2 separate regions of the Anser cygnoides genome follow, and region 2 is linked to region 1. Evidence: chromatin contacts called from public Hi-C data. All regions are on one chromosome and are shown on one strand. The core of a region is the stretch at or near the end of the contact, and the rest is flanking DNA. Distances in the headings are between cores, read along the strand shown.

Region 1 (2,692 bases), core at 96-2,595:
GACCTCTCTGTCAGGAGGCGGTAAGGGGAAAAACAGCAGAACCCACCTCTCCTCCCTGCGCATTAACTACGTGGGCAGAGGCTGCCGGCACAATCAGCCCGAAGCATGTCAGGAATAGGAGACCTCGCTACGACGATGCGGAGGGCTGTGCCAGCAGGGTCCCCACCTTGCCAGCCTGAATCTGCCCGAGGAGAGCACTGGTTTCCTGGGAAGGCAGAGGAAGGAGAACGGCGGGCAGCATCGACACACAGCGTTAAAGGGGAGAACGGGAGCCTTTCTGGTGCTGCTTGACAATCACGAGCACACCCAGCTCGCTGAAATAACCCAGTAAGGGGAGCAAACGCTGCGGAGAAGCCCGGAGGAAAGCATCCAGCATCTCACGCTTAGCGAGGGAGGCCAGGGCTTGCTGCAGCCGATCGGTATCTGGAGCAGAGGGCAGACACCCAGCTCCACACTGGAGGAACGCGAAGCGAGGAGGCAGTGCCAAGCACAGGCCTGCAGCCTCGGAGAAAAGCCGCTTCATACTGCAAGCCTCGGCTCCACAAGCTTGGCACCGCCGTCACGGATCTTGCCCTCTTTCTCTTGCAGAGCGTGTACACGTACACACATTTGTTTTTATCATTCCTTTGTTGTTTTCTGATCAATTTCTTGCTAGAAAACACATCAGGCCCATCCCCTGAACCCTCTCCACTGCTACCCTGCGGCACACGGCCTCCGTGAGAGCTGCAGGCGGAGGAGCTCCGGAGCAGGACATGCTCGGGGCAGCTCCTGCACACCCCAGATCTCCAGGAGGCTGGTGAGCAGGAATCCATCTCAGTAAGAGCACGGCAGCACCAGCCCGCTCCTTGGCTGGGCTGACCAAGCACCAGGGGGTCCCCGCTGAGCCCCACTTTGTGCCTCTGCCCGGAGCAGGGAGGATGGGAGCAGCATATCTCAACGTGCAGCCCAAAGCACAGAGCCTGAGCCCTCTCGGGGTGGGTCAAGGTAGGTAAATCCTGCCTGCAAAATGGGGGAAAGGGGGGGGGGGGAAAGACAACTCCCCTTTCTCCCGTTTCCAGTGGTTGTAGCTGCCACGCTGAGCTGGGGTGAAAGCAGAGAGCACGCTTGCAGCAAAGCACTTGCTTCCTGCCTGCCCAGCCCAGACACGGGCCTGGGGAGCTGGGAGGAGGAGCAGGAGACCAGACAAAGGCGAGCCTTCCTCTGAGTCACGCAGCATCCCGGGGGGACGCTCCCGCCCGGTGCCTCCGCGCCATCAGGCGAGAACCGGGACTTGGTGGGGCCGGCTGGGGCCCCTCCTTGCTGTCGGTGGGCAGCGAAAGACCCGGTGCCACGGGAAAAAGGCCCCTTCTGGCCCGTTACCATGGGGATGGAGATGCAGCCCAGCACACGCTGGGAGCCGCCGAGCCACCCAAACCCAGGTGCTGCTGGGGAGCCTCGGGGGAGGCGGCTTCAGGTGCAGGGGTGCCGCCGAGGTCTGCTCCCCTCCCTCTCTCCTTTGTTCCCACCCTCGGGGAAGCAGCTGGCGGATTAAGAAAAAAGGCCTCAGCAGCGGTGCCGTTTTGTTGAAGGACGTGGAACCGAACCCCGGAGGCGGCTCCGTTTCCCGAACATCCCCGTCGTCACGTTCCGTCTCTGCACCAAAAAAAGCCACGGGGGAGATCGGGCCCAGGTCTCCAGTAAGCCCCGTTGTCCCTGCCTCCACGAGCAGGGCGCAGCGCCCGCAGACCCTCTGGTACGCGAATCCCCCATCGGGCCCGTAACCGGCCCCCGTCAGGCACCCCACGGCGGGCAGCGCAGACCCCTAACGCTTCCCCGGGGACCCCCCGAGACCCCCGGGCTCCTGGATCACGGCATCACGAGGATGTACGCGGGGCACGAGCCCCGCACCGGGGGCAGGACGGCAGCGGGGTGCCCCGGGTGCCCCAGGCTCGGGGGAAGCCCAGCGGGCAGGAGCAGCAGGCCGGCGGCACCCCCGCAAAGCCGCCCCGAGCCGGGGCCGTCCGTTCTTGGGAAGAAGGGGTCGGGGGCTGTGGCTCTGAGGTGAATGCCGACCCGTGAAGGCGAGCTCCCAGCCCGTCTTCTCGCTGCGGAGAGCCAACAGAGCCGGCCGGGGGGCGGGGGGGGGCTGTAAGAGGGCAGGAGGAGGGGAACAACGAGCAGCGGCGGAGCAGGCGGCGTTTCTCAGCTTGGAAACCGGCATTTCTGAGCTTAGAAACCGGCGTTTCTCGGCGCAGACCGCGGGTATTTTTCCCTTCCCGCCCCGACCGGTGGCACCGGGACGGCGAGCGGCCAGAAGGGCACGCAGCGGAGCACCGCAACGCCCCGAAAACCTCCCCCCCGCCCCACGACCACGGCACCCCCGATCCCCCCCCCGGGGTTACCGGCACGCAGCACCCCCCCCCCCCCCCCTTCCCCTTCCCCGGGGGCGCCTTACCGGGACCCTACCGGGACACCGCGGAGGGCTCGGGGTGGAAGGAGCCGTCCTGCGGGCTAATGACGGTCACCGAGCCCCACGCCCGCCCCCAAGATGGCAGCCGGCGCCCCCCGCCCCGCCGCGCTCACCCGGTGCCAGGCGCGGACGGGCTCCAGGCTCCCCCCGGCCGCCGGGGCCGGGACCGGTACGGGCCGGGACGGGAGGGAGGGGGCGGCTCGGCGCCGCTCGGCGATCTTCGGCTCCGCTCGGCGAGGGGAG
Region 2 (2,692 bases), core at 138-2,637, 330 kb after region 1:
AAGTTTACTGAGGAGCTGGGAGGCAAAGAAGCCCTGTTTTCGGTGACGGTGGAAAAACTCTTGGAGAGCGGAAAGAATCGTCCCACGAGCCAAATCTGGCAGGCTGGCTGCACGGAGCTGCTCCGTGACACGCTCTAATGAGAGCTCAGCCTCGGTTCCCATCGAGCACAGCCTAACGTGCGGCTGTCACTGGAGAAAGTAGAGATATAACAGGCTAGAAACAAAGCGTGCAGTGCCTGCATGACTTCGGTTACAGCTGAAATGGCTCCTAATTGGGGAGTTACCTTCCAGCATCGGTGCTGAACAAACAATGTGAATAACTGATTAGTTTGCAAGCGACGTTTATGTTCACGACAGTGGGAGATGATCTGGCCCGCATTCTCGCCAAGAGCTGAGGAGGAATGGCAGGGGAGAACTAGCTCCTTACAGCCCTTAAAACATAATCCACGCCTGCCTAGCATACAGCCACTTTCACGTGGGCACTCTGTCTAAACCCCTTAATATCTCTTGGCAACACAGCCCTCTTGACTCTTTTGAAAACAGATTTATAGGACAGGTTTGCACAGAAAGCTGCCTTTCTTTTTCTCTCTCCTTTTTTTTTTTTTTTAAAGGAGAGAAAGACAAGGAGGAAGAGTCGGTTTCTAATCGCTCAGGAATGACAATGAGGCAAAAGTAAAAGTGACCGAGGAAGGAGAGAAGGGAAAAACGAGGGGTTTTGTAATCTCGGTGCAGGAGATATGCATTTTGAAAAAAAAAAATCAATCTGGAAGAAATTCAGGATCCATTTTGTCCTCTTTGATCTCTATTTGTTTTTCCAGCTAGGTATTTTGAACTCCACAAGGCAGCGCGAACCCGAGCCGGGACCCAAGGCAAATACCGCCGAAACACCCTTTTGCAATGTCAGGAGAGCCGAGGCCGGCAGGAGAGAGGCTGATGCAAGAAGCCAGCGCGCTGCCTCCCCTCCTTTGCCTTCCCTTCCCTTCCCTGCCCCGCGCAGCGCCGCGCAGCGCCCCGGCCCCGCGGAGCCCCACGGCGGGGGCGTGCAATGCGCGCACATGTGCGCGGCCCCTCCGCGCCTCGCCCCCCTCGCACGGGCACAGCGAGCAGGTGGGAGCCGAGGGAAGGGGGAATAAATTTTTAAAAAAAAAAAAAAAAAAAGGAAAAAAAACCATTTTTTTTCTTAATTTTTCCCGCCCCCCCAACCCCTTCCCCTCCGCACGCGGGGGCACAAAAGCCCCGTCCCGCCGCTTACCTCCGCGCTCTGCAGATAGAGCAGCGCCGCCAGCCCCCAGTGGATCCAAGTGAGCAGAAAGTTCATGGTTGCCGCCGCACGCCGCGGAGGAACGGGGCCCGCCGCGCTCCGCCTCGCCTCCGCCGCCGCCCCGCCGCCGCCGCCGCCGCCGCCCCGCCGCGCTCTCGCCCGCGCCTCCTCCGTGCCCTCCTGGGGTGCCGCCGGCCGGGCGCTGCGAGGGGCTCCGGGGGAAGGGGGGCTCCTCTTCGGGGCGTCCGCGTTCACCCCTCCATAAGGCCGGCTCTCCGCCGGCGGCCCCCGCTGCTGCTCCCGGTGGGCGCTCCGCCGGGCCGAGCGCAGGCTCCGCGGCCGCCCCGCCGCCGCCGCCCGGCCCCCGCCGCCGGGCAATCCGAGCTCCACAGCGGCAACCGGGGCAGGCAGAGGCACCCGCGCCGCGCTCGCTCTCGGCTTCGCGCACTCACGCCAAAGTTTGCGGGGAAAAGTTTCAATGCATCTCTTTTCCTGCGCGCCCCCCACCTCTTCTTCGCGGCGGCTGCCTCCCCCCGCCGGGGGGATGGAAGGGGCTGAGCCCGCCGCCGCTCGGCCGTCCACCGCTTTTTAAAAAAAAAAAAAAAATCAGAAGAGGGCGAAAAAAAAGAAAAAGAAAAAAAAATCCAAACTGGCTGGAGAGGGAGGCAACCGGGGCGGAGAAGAGGGGAAAAGGGGGGGGGGGGGGGGGGGGGGGGGGGGGCTCTGCAGGAAAGGGAGAGAAAAAAAAAAAAATCCAAAGTATAGGTGGGGGGGAAAAAAAAAAAAATTCAATTAAACGGGAGGAGGATAAAGCAAGGCGGCGAGCCAAGCGCAGGTCCCGGTGCCCGGGGAGGGCTGAGGTGCTCCCGCGGCGCGCTGTCCCCCGCCGGCTCGGCGTGCGCTCCTCGCCCCCCGGCGCCGCGGCAGCGGCGGCTCCGCGCACTCCAGCGGCGGCTCCGCGCAGCGCCCGCTCCCCGCGCAGCGCCCGCCCCACCGCCCGCTCGCCGGCGCTCTGCAACTGCTCGGCGCGGCCGCGGGGAGAGACGCTCCGCCGAAGTCCCACCCTCTCTGGCGATTCCCCTCCCTCCTTCCCCTCCCCTCTCGTCCTTGCGGCTCTGGGCGAAAAGGCCACGGAGGTAAAAGGGGGTGCGCGGCGCGCCCCCCCCCCCCCCCAAAGCTCGCCCCACTCGGGATCGTGTCCCCCACCCCGTCCCCCACCCGCGGTTCCCACGATGCGCGCCCACCTTTTTCCCCCACCCGCCCCACCCCGGCAGCCCCACGGGCGCGCTTTCTGCCCCGCCGAGCGATGCGTGAGTTCGGGTCAAAATTCACCTCGCCCGCCCGTGGGAATCGCTCCAAAGTCCAGCAGAGCCATTTGGGGGGAGGGGGCAGCAGGGGACAAATTGCCATCCCGGCCGCCGCCCGGCCCCC

The links. Hi-C and Micro-C count contacts between places; a contact is called where the count stands out from the background.
Region 2: a contact with region 1 is called in a Hi-C map of liver, with 4 times the contacts expected there. The contact joins the promoter of VEGFA here to the promoter of MRPL14 in region 1. A contact is called at or near these places in 3 of 7 Hi-C or Micro-C datasets (all in liver).

Annotation. Positions count from the first base shown.
Region 1 is chr3:33,928,799-33,931,490 of Taihu_goose_T2T_genome, forward strand. MRPL14 (mitochondrial ribosomal protein L14) reads left to right here and starts at 1,346. Exons shown (of 3, transcript XM_066993852.1): 1 at 1,346-1,418. The coding sequence starts at 1,361. It overlaps TMEM63B (transmembrane protein 63B), which reads right to left. Exons shown (of 24, transcript XM_048080106.2): 1 at 2,563-2,692.
Region 2 is chr3:34,260,314-34,263,005 of Taihu_goose_T2T_genome, forward strand. VEGFA (vascular endothelial growth factor A) reads right to left here and starts at 1,388. Exons shown (of 6, transcript XM_066993857.1): 1 at 1,253-1,388. The coding sequence starts at 1,318.